2 separate regions of the Mus musculus genome follow, and region 2 is linked to region 1. A link is a contact called in public HiChIP or PLAC-seq data. All regions are on one chromosome and are shown on one strand. Each heading gives the region's core, a stretch centred on a gene start, on an enhancer-like site or on the middle of the called end of the contact. The rest is flanking DNA. Distances are from core to core; before and after follow the strand shown. Region 1 overlaps Gm30990 (basic salivary proline-rich protein 2-like). Region 2 holds the start of Pdcd4 (programmed cell death 4).

Region 1 (3,862 bases), core at 769-3,268:
GTGATAGGCTCTTATGTAAGTACAGAGATCCAAACTTGCATCCTCTGGTTGGCGTGGCAACCAACTTTACTGCCAACACCACCATCTCCAACGCCTTCAGATCTTCCAACGGTTTGAGCAGAGACTACAAACCAGCCTCCACTTAGGTCTCTGGCTAGGAAGCCAGAAAGAATCAGGCTTTCCGTGGCCTAACGGGTCTACGATGATCCTTCTGGAAGCCTGGAGCTTTTCACAAACCTATAGTGTTATCACCCAGTGTTCCCCAATCTTCTAGTGGCTGAACCATCTGTCTTGAAGCAGGGTCAGGCCATCTTTGATGGTGGACAACAAAGATCTGGTGGTCAGTGCGACTGTGGACACTGTCCCTAGCAGAGGCCTACCTTTGCTGTAGTCACCTCTGTCAGCTCCTTGGCTGGGTCCATTTCCTTGAGCTCAGAAGGAAGTGATGCTATGGATGACCTCCAGGGTAGGGGGAGTTTGCTGGGAAGAACATCTGGTGTGCTGCAGGCAACCAATCTTTGCTTTATGTCACAACCTTCCACTGTTCACCAGCTTGTTCAAGTGAAGCTATGCGAATCTCCTGGGCCTCTTGGCTAGAGCTTCCAATGGCCTAGAACCTTCTCTATGCCCTTCTTTTTTGTTAGCAGTACTCTTTAAGTCAGTCAGGATGGGATGGGCAGCCTGGATGCAGAGGGCAGAGTGGGGCCACCTGCAATTACTGTAGCAGATTACAGATCTAACAAATGTTCCTGTTGGGGCTGTTATGGCCCCACCCCCATCCCCACCCCAGTCTCATTATGGCCAGCCAGGGGTGGGGCCCAGGCCTCTAATCCCCAACAGGGCTGGAAAACATCCTTCCTTGTAGCTACTGTCTGTGTTCTAACTTACCAAAGTCAAGAGTGGACCAGAATTCCTTCTATGCATTTCTGCCTTTGGTCAGGGCTCAGGATGCCTGAGGTACTCCAGTGTCAGGTGTTCAATCCCGAAGTATTGCTGGCTGTGCACACCTCTGGAGAACATAGCCCATTTGCCCAGGTCCCAGGGCTATGCAGTGTAGACACTCTGATATAGACCTACCCTGAACTTCCCCATGCTTATGCAGTCTCACCTGCTCTCTGATGTCCCTAAAGACTGGTTCCAGGCCAATCCCCTTACATTCAGATCCCACATTGTACCCATACCTTTCCTGACTGGCTTCCATGATGTACAGACTGGGGTTGCTCTTTACAGTGCATTAGTCAGGGAATTGGGGATTTAGGTCAGTGGCAGAGTGCTTGCCTAACAAGTGCAGGGCCCTGGGTTTGGTCCTCAACACCAGAGGTGGGAGGAGGAGACTCACAATGCTGATGTTGTTGGTCTCTGCTCTGTGCCCTTAGAGCATCAACAGCTGACTGTCAGCTGTCTACATGGGCCGTGGTGGAATGTCTAGGCATACCTCTAAGAGCTCTCAATTTCTTTTTCTACCATGATGCTCTCAGAGCCCCAAGCATTTAAGAGTAGGATGGCCTCAAAAAACCCCCAAGTCTTGATCCTTCCTTCCTACTTTGTTTATCGACTGGACTTTTGAGTCAGGTTCTTGCTGTGTTTCCCAGCCTGGCTTGGAGTTCCTGAGCTCAGTCCCTACCTCAGTCTTCTCCAACCTCATGTTCCTGTGCCCAGTGTGCTCTTTCGTTTTGCAGGGGAGATAGAAAAGACAGGGGCAGGTACAGAAAGAGGAAGTGACTTGCCTTCAGCGACTCAGTTTCTTAGAGTTCAGTATGAATAGTACTACTGGGCCACACAGGGTGCTATTAAATTATCCAGGGAATTTTTCAAGGCTGCCTCTTTCTGGACATTGACAGTCAGCAACTCAGTGAAGACAGATCCTTGGTCTAAATCTGAATAGCTTGCCAGAATGACAGATTCAATCAGCCAAGGTGAAGCCTGGGCATTTGTATATTAGCAAGCCTCCAGGGAATTCAGATGGTGGAAGCTACCTTCTATGACAACTAGGGACTTCCCCACCAGTTCCTAGAATAGAAGGGACTTTTATTATACTAGGTACACATGCAGGAGAGACTGAATGGAGACCATTCAGAGGAGTACAGAGGGCTGTGGTCTAGAAAGTGAGACAGGGACAAGCCTGGCTCTGGTAGATGGAGCTGGTGTGAGCTGGTGTGGTGGAGGTCAGGAGAGTAATTCTGGAGGCAGGATTTGTCTAATGGGACTCAGAGTTACTGGGCATTGTCTTCAGACTCTTTATAAACTTAAAATTTTAAACATGCATATTATGTATTTTGATTATTATAGCTAGTTCCCATTATCCCTTCCCATCCCCTCTGAACTCTTTCTTCTCTGGGTTTTCTTTCTGTTAGTGGGTGTGAGTGTCCACTCCGTAGCCCCTGGAGATGGTCCCTCTGGGGAGACTGCAGGAAGGGGGACTTGAGCATGGCCAAGGCCATGTCGTGTCAGCAGGAGCCCTGAGGCTCCTGAGTCCATTCTTTCTTGCTTTGCAGGAACCAATGGACCCAGCATTAGCCCTGCTGATTCTTGAGGCCCTCTGCAGGCCACCTGTGTGTACTCTGCAGAGACCAAGTCCACTTGGCTTTGTCACAGTGCTGGAACATGGGTACTGATATTTTCCTCAATAGGGAAAATGAGGCCCTGAGAGACAAAGTCATTTGAAAAGGGCTGGACAAGCTGTGGGCAGGGGAGCTAAACCCTAAGCAAACATTTATTTCATGTCTTTTTTCCCCTTTTCCTTCCTTCCTTCCTTCCTCCCTCCCTCCCTTATCAGTGCACCTACCTTCCTTTCCTTTCAAGGTAAGTTTTTACTACGTATTCCAGGCTGGTTTTGAACTTAGGATCCTTCTGCCCGAGTCTGGTGAGTGAGTACTGACACTATAGGCATATGCTATCACACTGGGCTTCAAACCATGCGTGCTCTTGGCCTCTTTCTCCTCTGCCCACCTCAAACCTAACTTTTGTTCCCAGAGGCCAGGGGCTCTGGGTGAACCAAGCACGGCACTGCTCAGCTCAGCTGTTGTGCAAGTCTTCTCATTACTGAACTCTAGACAGCAATGGCTCCATACCCCCCCTTCCTAGAAAGATCAAGGAAAGACCCCACACAGAGGAGAAAGAAGAAGAAAAGGAAGGAGGAGGGAGGGGAAAACCAATTTCTTTCTGTTCTCCACTCTGAAGATCTTACCTGGGGCCTGTGTCTTGTGGGGACAAGGGGGACTAGATGAAGGGAGTCCCTGGGGCTATTCAGCTTCCTCCTGCTCCAAGCAGGCTAGGCTGGAAAGAAAAGCACTTGCTTTCTGCTCTCTTAGCTTTAGGGACTTCAAACCAAAAGGTGGTTTCCCTGGCCTCAGAGCAGCAGCCGGCACTTGAGCCGTTTGCCTCCTCTTCTGCGGTGAAACTGTTTGCCTGCTAACCCCTTTCCTACAAGTTGACAAGAGGCACAATAAAAGTCAGATGAGACCAGATTAAACCAACTGAGAACTGTTACATGATAACCGAAGAAGGTTAGAGGCTACAAGGGTGTGATCTGCAACAGGTGACTGACCTGTGACTGTGAGCTTCAAAGGAGGAAGTGTGGTCTAGCCGCTCTCTCTTGTTGGAATCTCCGTGAGGGGGAGGTTGTTGTATTCCTTGGACACTCTCTGGAGATGTTGTTAGGATGCATTTTCCTCTGTGTTAAGGAAGTCTTATTGTCAACCTGACATCCCTGTGTCCAGAGACTCACACCTCCCATCCACCTGAGAATCACCCCTTTACCTAGAGTCAGAGAACTTCCTTGTTCTGTTCTCAAATTCTTGAAATGTCTCCTGTTGATTGGCCGAACTTCTGGGACCAATGTCCACCAGATGTGGAAGAGGCT
Region 2 (4,053 bases), core at 996-3,495, 33 kb after region 1:
CATGTTTATCCTTTTAGAACATTTAGCTGTAACAGCACAGGTTTCCTGGATCCAGTGTGGCTGGAAGGAATGTCGGTGATAGTGTCTGTCATCATCTATAGTCCCAAAGTGGTTTCTTGCAACACATTCCAGGATATCTTGAAGAAAAAGAGTTCTGTGTTTAAATAAATAGAGAGACATTGAGTTTCATAGGCTGGCCACCAAAGTTGCCAAAGAGTTAGGAGTAAAGGAAAATGTAACTTGGTTGAAAGGTGTTCTTTCCAAGACGTGGCCATGAAACAGTTTCTCCCCTACATTTTTTTTTCAGGATGCCTATTAAAGTACTACAAAAATTCATGTACTTCTGAATTTTACTGGTAAAGAAACAAGTCTTGAGGAGAGAGTGGGGTTGTTATAGAGAGAGACTAAGCAGCTGGGACAAGAACATCATTCCTATTTTGTCCAAACTGGTCAACCACATACTAAGGTGTGTTTGGGAATTTCAGGTATCAGGGTGAGGGTGGAGATGGTTAGCAGAAGGGATTTGAATGTTTTATTCTCTACTAGGCCTTTTTCCCCCCCAGGGAGCAATTAGACAATATTTTCCCAGGGGGCAGATTTCCTAAACAGACTCTTTTAAAGGTCCAAGATTCCCTTTTAAAAATGGGAGTTGTTTATTCTTATCTCCTGATTTTGGGATAGTTGCCTTATAAAGCCTGGATGTAGTAGCATGTGCCAAGTGACGCTTTAGATGCTGGCCATGTGAGGAAGTCCCGAGCAAGAGCCGGTGATGACTACTGACTTTTGGGATTCTCTGTGAGCTCGCACAAGGCGTACTTATTACATGGGTATAATATATCTACAAAGCACCTCTCAAGCTCACCATACTAAGGGTGAGTGAGACACGGGGCTTGTGGGACAAGCCAGGACTGGGACTCAGATGAAACAATGCCGGGCAGAATGTCCTCAGTCCCTGCAGACTGGCTGGTGCTCCGCGGAATCAGGTTTCAGAAAATGGATCATACTGGCATGAGACTTGATAAAGACTGAGGGAGGCTGAGAGACTTGGATAAGATGTACCAGGCAGAGAGGCCATCTAGGAGAGACATTTCGAGATGATATGATAAAAGACCTGGCAAGACACAAGGGAGGATGCGGAGCAGTGAGCTGTCCAAGTGGGTTCAGGAGGACGGGTATCCAGGGGTTAGGGTGTGCAGACATAGCCTTGAAGCCTATAAGTCGCACTGTGGGCTCTAGGGTGTCTGCTGAGAAGCAGGCACTCCAGGGAGGCAGTGGGGAGCTTGTGAAGGTGTGTGTGTGTGTGTGTGTGTGTGTGTGTGTGTGTGTGTGAAGAACATTAGATAACACCAGGCAGTAAGAGCCGGGGTAGAAAGGCCCACGTTAGGGGATGGTGGTTGCTATCGAGCAGTTCAGTTCTGAAAAGACCAAGGGAAACATTCTGGTATTGCCATTCAGACTAAAGGTAAACATGGCCAGAGAAAGCAGGTCAGTCACTTTCCAGGTGCACAGGAAGAACATACGGTGCTGCACATTATCTCAGGCGATAACATCCGAGACAAAATGAAGGCTAGAGATGGCAGCCAGAAGGAAACGTCACAGAAGACAGCTAGAGAGGGCTGATTCAATACACAAACCATAGCCATGGTTGAGAAACCCAGCTTTGGAAAGAATGCAAGCACCATAGTGGCCTGGCTGGTTAGCAAAGGGACTTCAGTTTTTGTATCTCTTTATCTGGGAAAAGGGAGCGATTTTTATCTCAAAGGGGTTAGGCTTTTCCTGCGAGAAACTTCCTGAGCACGTGGACACACGGCAGGAGCCACGCGAGAGCAAGGACCAGCGGGCAGAAGTTAAGTAGTGGTTGCAGATTCTCCCAGACGCCCAGAAATAGTGGGGACCTCAGGAAATCCACAACCGCCCTAGAATTGGGCTGAGACGCCCTGTAGAGAGGACTGGCCGGTCTGGTCCACGAGCCGCGCCCCAGCCCCCAGCCCCCAGCCCGGCACAGCCCTCCGCCCGCTTTCACAACCCGGCCCTCTGCACTTAACCCCCACTCTGGCTGGTGGCCGAGCGGGTCCCAAGCCCAGCGCGCATGCGCCGACGGCGCCCCGCCCCCCTGAGCCCCGCCCCTATTTCCACGTCTCACTTCCCCTAGCTCTGCCTCGCCGCCTCGGCTGCAGCTCGGCCGCCACGATTGGCTGCGGGACGTCCTCCTCTCGGCCAATAGACGCCACGCCGTCGCCCCCGTGTTACTGGGTAGAACAAAACAAAAACAAACAGAGCGAGCGGGGCCAGAGGCGCTCCGAGGCAGCGGCGGCGGAGGCTGAGGAACGGGGTCGGGGCCCGGCGGACCGGAGACCCGGGCGAGCGGCGGCGGCCCGAGGGGGTCAGTACTGTGGGCGCGGCTCGCACGCTCGGGCGGGCGGCGTCCTCGTCCCTTAGGCCCGGGTCGGCGGAGGCTGCCGCACGTTGGGAGGGGGAGGGGGCGTGGAGGCCTCGCCGCGGGGGTCGGGACGCTCGGTCCCTGTCCACGCTGGCCCTGGAGCCCTCCGGCCACCGGCGCTCGCCCAACGCCCGGGGCTGCGGGGAGCTGCCGGTGCTCGCTCTCCGAGGCCGGGTCGGTCGGGCCGGGGAGCTGCAGCACGGGCCCGCCCCCTCCTCCGCAGCCCCATCCCCGGCGGCCGGGCGTGCGTGGCTGCGTGCGCTCGCGGTGAGAGGAGCCTCCGGGCGCCCGGTCCGACGCAGTTGGACGCGGGGGACGGGACGGTAGGAGAGGGGTGTCGTCCGGACGGAGATCCGGTGAGGGGTCGGTGCCCCGAACCGAGGCCTGGTCCGCCTCGGCCGGCCCTGCCCGCTGCCGGAGGGTTGGGGTCCTGCGGGACAGGCGTCGGTCGGTGCGGGCACGGGGCGGGGACAGCTGCCCTCCCGGCCCTGTGCCAACTCCTCCTTGCAGTCTCCTGTACAGGGTCCCTTAAAAAAAGTACAATACAACCTAGAGAAAACAAAGCCGAGAAGGGAGCCCCCTCTCTGTGAACGCATGCTGTGTCTGCTGCCCGTGGCTGTCCGCTACTGTAATGTACGTAGAGGGCGTGCTTTTTGGTTTTTGGTTTTGGTTTTTTGTTTTTGCTTTCCCTGAACAGCCTCAGAACTGCAGATGTAGGTCTCGCCTATCTTCCCCGAGCCCCTCCTTGGGAACTGGCTCTGTAAACCAGCCTCTGTAGTCGACTACCTGCTATGAATGATTCAAAATGCGGCTCCGGGCCTGGGTGAGGGGTGGGTGTGAGGCCTACGAGCTGCGTTTAAGACATTTTGATAGCTTCACAGCTGTAATACTCTTGATTTAAGAGTTTGAAATTTTAGGGGAAGGCCCTAGCATATATATTCGTGCTCGTATTTATATCCATAATATGCGTGCGATATCTATCTATATATCTATATCTATCTCGTGGTAAGAGTAGAGGAAAATAAAATACTTGTTACGGCTGCAAAAATAAATGTACATGGTTGCTCTCAGTAGTGGTTGCTTTTGCGTTATTGTTGTAGAGTGCTCTTAGCAGAATGCAAGTTGCTAATTAATGTGACTGCATCCCAGGGAAGAATTAAGGTCATTTTCTAGTTAACATGTGGTCTAAACTTGACTTCCAAAATGTCAAAGTAATTTATCGGGCATTTAGGAAATGCACTGGATAACAGTTAATTTCAGCTTAATCGTTTTTAGCTGTATACATAGCTTCCCCTTACCCCATGGGAAATGATTTTGTATAGATTAGTGTGGAGCAAATGGAATTTAGATTTTTTTGTTGTTGTTGTTGCTGTTGTTTTGCCTAAGGTTGAGGTAAGTATTTTAAGGATCGTTAAATTAAAAGAAAAAAAAAAGCCCACTGAAGAGAGTGTCACATACTGTCCTTTAGAACAGCTGTGAAGCTATGGGTGTGTCTGCGTCTTGACTGCTTGATCCAGTTGTTATGGTCTGGAGATAGAACTATTTTTTGGTTGTTATAATTAATAAAACATCATATCATGTGATAGTTATTTCCTGATAGCTGTTTTCAGTAT

Evidence for each region. HiChIP or PLAC-seq counts read pairs in DNA pulled down with a chosen protein or histone mark.
Region 2: a contact with region 1 is called in an H3K27ac HiChIP or PLAC-seq map of CD8 T cells, with 11 times the contacts expected there. The contact joins the promoter of Pdcd4 here to the enhancer-like site in region 1. A contact is called at or near these places in 5 of 39 promoter capture datasets (HPC-7-derived erythroid cells, cranial neural crest, hippocampal neurons and 2 more), 1 of 15 datasets of contacts at CTCF or cohesin (CD8 T cells), 22 of 484 Hi-C or Micro-C datasets (B cells, CD4 T cells, CD8 T cells and 12 more), 10 of 115 datasets of contacts at active chromatin or transcription factors (the 230-238 cell line, CD8 T cells, bone marrow-derived macrophages and 5 more) and 3 of 9 other capture datasets (adipose tissue, liver and pancreatic islet).

What each region holds. Positions count from the first base shown.
Region 1 is chr19:53,868,238-53,872,099 of GRCm38.p6, forward strand. It overlaps Gm30990 (basic salivary proline-rich protein 2-like), which reads right to left. Exons shown (of 8, transcript XM_030251154.1): 7 at 3,760-3,862; 8 at 3,548-3,673. Among named protein-coding and RNA genes, the nearest start is that of Gm41863, 9.8 kb to the left of the region's middle. Within about 2 kb of position 2,019, at least 66 of the 459 cell types and tissues checked have an H3K27ac peak or open chromatin away from gene starts, as enhancers often do. A contact at or near this core is called in the 230-238 cell line, B cells, CD8 T cells and 4 more, where this site is marked.
Region 2 is chr19:53,901,106-53,905,158 of GRCm38.p6, forward strand. It overlaps Pdcd4 (programmed cell death 4), which reads left to right and starts at 2,246. Exons shown (of 12, transcript NM_001168491.1): 1 at 2,246-2,383. It overlaps Gm30990 (basic salivary proline-rich protein 2-like), which reads right to left and starts at 3,499. Exons shown (of 8, transcript XM_030251154.1): 1 at 3,478-3,499; 2 at 1-2,967. The coding sequence starts at 3,499. The coding sequence ends at 1,766.